Regions from separate parts of the Mus musculus genome. Here region 2 is linked to region 1. Evidence: chromatin contacts called from public Hi-C data. All regions are on one chromosome and are shown on one strand. The core of a region is the stretch at or near the end of the contact, and the rest is flanking DNA. Distances in the headings are between cores, read along the strand shown. Region 1 has its middle 53 kb from the start of Gm13816. Region 2 overlaps Gm39880 (a long non-coding RNA gene).

Region 1 (3,396 bases), core at 408-2,907:
GTGTCACAGTTTAGCAGCAAGTGCACACAGTACATTTTTTGATGACAATGTAGAAAGGTCAGACACCCTTGTAATACATTGTATTAAACTGTTATTGTTTTTGAGCCGCTGCGTTTCAAGTAGTTTGTGCTCAGCAAAGGTGACTGGCTGATACAATGTAGCATGAATGAAAATCAGACCTCAGAATACTGACCACGGGATATTTGTTACTGTCGTATAATCTAGCCCATGTTGTTTAATACACTACTTCCTTTCTCTTTCACTTTGAATAGGTAAGATGAAGGGGCCAGCCCCAGTCTACACTGGTGGAAAAGAGATACCAGTTTCAGCATCAGACCCTTGTGTATTCAGACCCCAGTCTTGCCCTTCACCTCTTACTCTGGCTTTGTGTCAGGATCCACAGCCTGATGGTGGCCATCTTGTGTTGTGCTCACCATGGTTGCCTGTCAGTATCTTCCGTCTGTTTATGCAACAGTTTCCCTGTACACTATTAATAGAATAAACCATCTCAGTACTGTGGGAGCTCCATTGGCTCCAGGGCTGTGCCAGAAACCTTTAATGCCAGCTCTAGACAAACCACCTGCATTCTGGCTGTTTTATGAAGTCATTTTTTGTCCTGACTGTCTTGTGTTCCTTTCTGATCCTTACATCTGGCATTCACTGGTCTTGCTGCCATCAGCGCCTACACTCCTGTCCCAAATCCCCCTATAAATTACATTCCATGCCATCTGCCCTCTCCACTCAATCTCATGGCATCCTGAGGCCAGTTCTCACACAGTAGGGCCATGCTGTTCCAGAACGTTTTCTTACCTCTTAACTGTGGGACCTTGTGAGGTCTGTAGCCTTGTGGTACCTCAGTTTCCTCCTCTGTAAACTGAGGATAGAAACAAGGCTGTGAGAATCCTGAGTTACAAAATGTCCCTTGTGGCGCTTGGCACACAGAAGACTGAATTGTGCAGGTACAGTTCCTCCATCAACTGGTAGAGCATCCTTGAGCATGTCCCTGGCTTTTTGTTACTGCAGCATAACCTAGGCCATGCTGAAAAATATACTATTTCCCTTTCCATTCTCTCTGGGAAAGAAAGCACACTGGAGTTAAGTTCCAAGGAGATTTCCTCTTTTGTTTAACCATTTCTTCCCAGATACCATCTCTCCTATCTCTAAGTCCAGGTAAGAGCCTCTCTCATTCTTCATGTCCTTGAGAAGGATATTCACTGGCTTTCCCAGCCTTGATTTCCTCCTCTATAAAATGGGAGTACAGCTGTCTTTTTGACAAGATGGGCAGAAAGATATAGAGAGGCAATGTAAATAAAGGTACATGTTCCTAGTGGGTTCTGAAGGGGTGTCCATTCCTCCTCCTCTTCCTCTTCCTCCTCCTCCTCCCCCTTCTCCCCTCCTCCTCTCCCCTCCCCCTCCTCCAACTAGATAGTTCCTCTGAAGGAAAGGCCAGTGGTGTTTTGTGTTCCTCTCCCACTCATACTGGGCCTCATACATAGAGAGTCAGTGAGGCTGGGGGAGGGGCTCGTCATGAAGCAGAAAGCAGATCCCAGTGACCCCAGATCTGCCAGGTCACCTCAATGTGGGGAACCCTGGTACTGCTGTCAATCCTAAACTGAGAGATGGAGTGGAGCTCAGGCAGCTGGGAGATCTGTGAGCATCTCCTCCTCCCCTTCCCCTCCCCTAGCCTGTCTCTCCCTCCCAAAAGCAGGCTCAATGGCTGCGCAGAGCAGTTTCCATGGTGATAGCATTTTAAAGTTTCTAGGAGCAAAACAGAAATAATTCTTCCCTTCTCTTCTCCCATGGCAATCCATGGGAAAGAGGCTTATTTGAGAGGGAGGGTAGGGTGCAGGGCTAGGGGGCAAGGCAGTTTTTTGTTTCTCCACCTGCTTAGAGAAACATACCTGGAATGCCCCTGCCTGCTTCCCCCCTACCCAACCCTGGGAGGTTGAATGAAGGGCTAGGATGGGGGCAGTGAGGATGGAGAGGAGAGAAGAAAGGAAAGTTACTGGTAAAAGACAGATGTGTGCCCATATATGTGCGTGTACCCTCATAGCACAGCAACACTGCTGGAAATTTCCACTGACCCTTGTCACTCACTAATGGAGAACTGGCTATCTGTGGGACCAGCTGGGCTCAGAACCAAGACTCCATCTACATGCTAAAATCGCTAAATTACAGCATTTTCTGCTTCAAATAACAATGCCACAGACTGGGAACATTAGGAAAAGGCTATTATGGCTCAGGGTTCTGGCCCAAGGCACCATGTTTAGTGGCCTTATTGATGATAGAGTCCTGGGATGGCACAGGGGACTACAAGGGGACAGAGTGCTCTCTGGTGCATCTTCTGGCCCCTCCCTCTCCTCTTAATAAAGCCACCAGCACTCAATCACACAGGGGTTCTACCTTGGTGACCCTACCTTATCCTCATTACTGTTCAAAGTCCCCAGCACTGAACACCTCAGTCAGACTAAGTTGTGAGTTAATAGCTTGTGATGGGGAACCCCATTCCAGTTCCAGGGTTCTAGAAGGAGAGGACTCACTGACATTCTATCCAAACCACAGTTAACTTCTGGGGTGGCAGGGACAGGACATAACTCCAGGCTACAGTCTGATCACATCGGCTTAAGGAGGGTCTCAAGCCTATCTGAGCCTCAGTTTCCCCATTTAGACATTTAGCCCCAGAGACTCACCCAACTGAGCACCACTGCATCCTCCAAGTGGGGCTCAGCTAGGTGTGGGGTTTGGAGTAAACTTCAAAGCATGAAGGTACCAGGGAGTAGCTGGGTTTTTCCATCCCTCCTGTTGCCCTCTCCCAATGGGGACAATTCCCCAGCTCTCCATTTTTTCCCCCTCTGCAGGGACACCTTGATGTGATGGAAATTTCTAGGTTCTGAATAAGACAGCCTTATGTGTGAGTCCAGCTTAAGTGCCTACCAGTTGTGTTTTGGAGCAAGTGCATTTAATTCTCTGGGCCTCTGCTGGCTCCCTTGTAATTTGGGGATTAGATAATGCCAGCCTCAAACCGGTTGTGTGATATTTAAATGAGAACACTCAGTTCAGCCTTCAACATAGACCTGCCTCATAGTTCTGGCCCAGTACACCCAGCATGGGAGTCCTCTCCCCCCCTCTTTGTACCAGGACTTTGTGCTTTAGCAGACAGCTCCAGCTGGGACATCTCTACATGAATCACATAGGCATCAGCCACAGGGGGCAGGGAGCAGGGAGGGCCTTTTAGATGGGAATTGTTTTTGAAGAGACATGGTGTGATTTCTGATTACTGCTGACTAGTGGGATCAGAGTCTGGCTTCCTATAACTGTGGTCCTAAATAATAGAGGCCTCTAGTGTAAGTCCAGAGCCCTCAGAGAGTATACACATACACACACACACACACACAC
Region 2 (3,458 bases), core at 537-3,036, 150 kb before region 1:
GTTTGTATATTACAACTCCAACCCCCAACTGTCTTAGAAGAAAGCAGTCATATCAAGATCCGAAAAGCTCAGAGCTGAATAGCTAATGATCGTGACATGGCTGACCGATTTCTTCTGAAGTCATGGAGGAACCCCCATGAAACTGAGAGAACCTCTCACTGGTGACTCTGAAGCCACTCTCTGTGTCCGATGGTCCTCTTGTTCTATCCATTTTCCTTCTTTGTAGGTGAATTACCAGACATTCCAGCTCCTAAAGGTCACTGCTGGTATGTAGGCTCCTCCATGTGGCTGAAGAACAGGGGCTCTTTCAGGCCTCCTGCAGGAAGCAGGGTGCTTGCTGCATTCAGGGTAGGGTCAGGGAGGTGTAGGCTTTGGGCTCAGACATGTGTGGACTCTTGGTCTCTCTCTGCCCCCTGACTGGTCCTGTGATCCAGGCTTCCTCACTGACCTGCGCTTGACATCTGAGCCTGCAGATACTGCTGTAGGGATCACGGTGTCCAGATTTACTGGGCACAGTGCTGCCCTAGGCAAGGCTTCTCAGAAGCTCACGAGGGCTGTGGGAGAAGAACTCCCAGAGCTAAATGGACATTGATCACCTATTTTTTTTGTTTTTTGTTTTTGACCTGAGTCATGGATACGCTGTTTCTTTCGAGAATGGAGGATCCAGGACAGAAGAGAGTTGTACATCACGAGTCCTCCTCCAAGGTGTGCTGGCTTGGACTGGTAGTTAAAACAGGCAAAAGGAGGCTCTGAGTATGGGCTGCATTTCCCGCTTTCTACATCTGTAAGGGAGTTCACTAGTACCCTCGAATCTTGTCTGGAAGGTGGGGTGGCACTGATACTTCCCTTCATTTTTTCTTTTTTAAGACTTGTTTATTTATTATATGTAAGTACACTGTAGCTGTTTTCAGATGCACCAGAAGAGGGCATCAGATCTCATTACAGATGAGCCACCATGTGGTTGCTGGGATTTGAACTCAGGACCTTTGGAAGAACAGTCAGTGCTCTTAACCACTGAGCCATCTCTCCAGCCCCGATGCTTCCCTTCTTAAGCTGTAGCCTGTGCTCAACAGACGTGCAGGTGACACTTGGAGGCCCTTGGTTCACTGCCTGGCAACCAGGAGGTGCTCAAAATTTGGTAAGGTCATGCCTACTAGGAGTCCTCCTTCTTTCTCTCCTCCTTCCCTTGGTCTCCCTCTAAATCCTCTTTTCTGACTCCCCTCTTCTTCCCTTTCCCCTCTCCTTCCTCCCTCCCCCTTCCCTTCCCCCTCCCCAGCTTTCTTTGTGAATACTCTGGCCTGGAACCCACTGTTCAGCTTGGATAGAAGACATGGGTTTGTTCGAGCCAGGATGGCTTAAAAACATTTTATCTTAAATGTTCTCTGTCTGATTTACAATGATTTGGGGGCTGTGGCTTCGGGGTCTCTGTTCTCTTTAGCTTTGCCCAGGTCTCTAGAGCCCTGTGCCCTGGGTCCCACAGGTTGGAGCATGCTCTTGCAGCCAGCTGTTGCAGCCCACCCAAAACTTGCTGATTGCTAGCTTTCAGGCTTGGCATCATACCGCATCTCCCAAGAATGTTCTGTGGTACTCGGTGATGCCTCCTCGGGGTGCCTGGTGTTTCTGAAGCCAGCTTTAGGGCAGAGGGAAGGGGCCCTGTCCTAATGATGTCCTGTGGCCTCTGAATTTCCTTTTTGCCTGGCAGGTTCCTGCACGCAGTTGCTTGCCTTGCGCGCTTCCTCTATTCATGGCTCAGTCTGTCTCCCTGTGCACTGGTGGGGCTTCTCCAGAGAGATGGAGCCAGTGCATTCTGTACATATAGAAAAGGGTTTATTTTCAGGAGGTGACTCACACCGTCCTGGAGCTGCCAGGCTTCACATCTGCAGGGTGGGCTGGCAGCCTACAGACCTAGGGCACAGCTGTGATGCAGTTCAAGTCAAGAGGCTGCCAGCTGCAGATCTCCCACCTGCTCAGCAAGGCCTGTCCTTTGTTCTGTGGCAGCCATTTATGGACTAAATGAAGCCTACCTATGTCAGGAGGGCAACCTGCTTTCTTCAAAGCCTGCTGATTTGAGTGTTAATTTCACCCCCAAACATCCTTACAAAAAAATCCCACAGTGGTTCATACCTGCAATTCCATCATTAGAGGCTGAAGCAAGAGGACAACAGAGAGCATGAAGCCAGCTGGGGCTGCATAGTGAGACTACTTAGAAAAACAAAAAATCCAAAAACATCCCCATTAGAAGTATCTAGAATAGCATTTGATAGCATACACGAATACCGTGGCTTGTCCAAATGGACACAAACTGTCTGTCATACCATTTATAGCAAACATGCCAGGTCACAGGGACACTGCTCTATAGCTGTGTTGCAGGCCAGCCTGGATCAAGACTTCTCTCTCACTTCCTTAAATCAGGAAGGAGAAAGGCAGGTGACAGGGGATGGGATGTGGGTTTTGCTGTGTAGGTCAAGACTTTTTGGCCTCCGACAGTATGGGACAGACCTAGGGCTGAGGGCTAAGAGCCTAAAGCTGAGAGGTTGGGTTTCAAAGCTGAGAGGCTAGGGACTAAGAGCCCAGGACTGCAGGTTGAGGGGCTGAGGGGCTGAAGGATTGGGGGGCTGGTGTGGCAGGGCTGTGGCTGAGGGGGTGAGGGGCTGTGGCTGTGGCTGTGGCTGTGGCTGTGGCTGTGGCTGTGGCTGTGGCTGAGGGGCCAAGGAGCTAGGGGCTGATGGGCTGACAGACTAATGGATTGAGAAATGAAGGTCTGAAGGCCAAGGGATTGACAGTGGGACTTTGAAACATGTCGCTAATGGGTTCTATGTGATAGTGAGGCAGAGAATGCTGTCCAGGGTCTGGAAAACCTATCTATCACACACACCAGAATAATTTCCAAATTCAGATTTCCAGACCCTACTCTCAGAAGTTTCCAATTTGGAAAAAATCAGTGCATCTGTGGTTTCAGGAAGCAAATAATGTATTACTATAGAAAAATCTAAAAAGATAGTGGCACTGTCTCTGAGCATCATAAGGTGGGGGAGGGGAGGTGGAGCACCTGGTATAATCAATGCACATGCTGAGTCACCTTTCACCAGCCTCAGCTGAATGCCTCTTGGGACAGAGGCCCTGCTCCCTTAGAGACAGCCCCTTGTGTTTTTAAAAGGCTGTGCCCCCCCCCCCCCACACACACACACCTCAGCCTCACCCCTCAGAGCTCTTAGATGAGGAGTCTGTGTAATTGCTCAGCCACCGGAGATCTCTGGAGGAGCTGGAGATAGTTTTCATTTCCTGCTCTGTCTTCTCTGGGTTAAATCTCCCCAGCCCCAACATGAGACAATGTGTCCCTCTGGGTGGGTGACGGTCCTCACAGTGGAAGTGCTTGTGCTTCTGCAAGGCCCGGCAAAGGGGTCCTTCTGTCTGTCCCTGCGGACATTCCACCCTCATTAATTCAGCTGAAGGAAATG

What was found. Hi-C and Micro-C count contacts between places; a contact is called where the count stands out from the background.
Region 2: a Hi-C map of cerebral cortex shows a contact between it and region 1, with 2.6 times the contacts expected there. The contact joins two enhancer-like sites. A contact is called at or near these places in 4 of 484 Hi-C or Micro-C datasets (the G1E-ER4 cell line, MC3T3-E1-derived osteoblasts, cerebral cortex and 1 more) and 2 of 115 datasets of contacts at active chromatin or transcription factors (astrocytes and embryonic stem cells).

What each region holds. Positions count from the first base shown.
Region 1 is chr2:92,687,637-92,691,032 of GRCm38.p6, reverse strand. No RefSeq gene overlaps it. Among named protein-coding and RNA genes, the nearest start is that of Gm13816, 53 kb to the left of the region's middle. Within about 2 kb of position 1,657, at least 34 of the 459 cell types and tissues checked have an H3K27ac peak or open chromatin away from gene starts, as enhancers often do. A contact at or near this core is called in cerebral cortex, where this site is marked.
Region 2 is chr2:92,834,804-92,838,261 of GRCm38.p6, reverse strand. All of the region lies in intron 2 of Gm39880 (a long non-coding RNA gene), which reads right to left. The region is part of intron 4 of Gm13791 (a long non-coding RNA gene); the gene reads left to right. Among named protein-coding and RNA genes, the nearest start is that of Gm32413, 30 kb to the right of the region's middle. Within about 2 kb of position 1,786, at least 14 of the 459 cell types and tissues checked have an H3K27ac peak or open chromatin away from gene starts, as enhancers often do. A contact at or near this core is called in cerebral cortex, where this site is marked.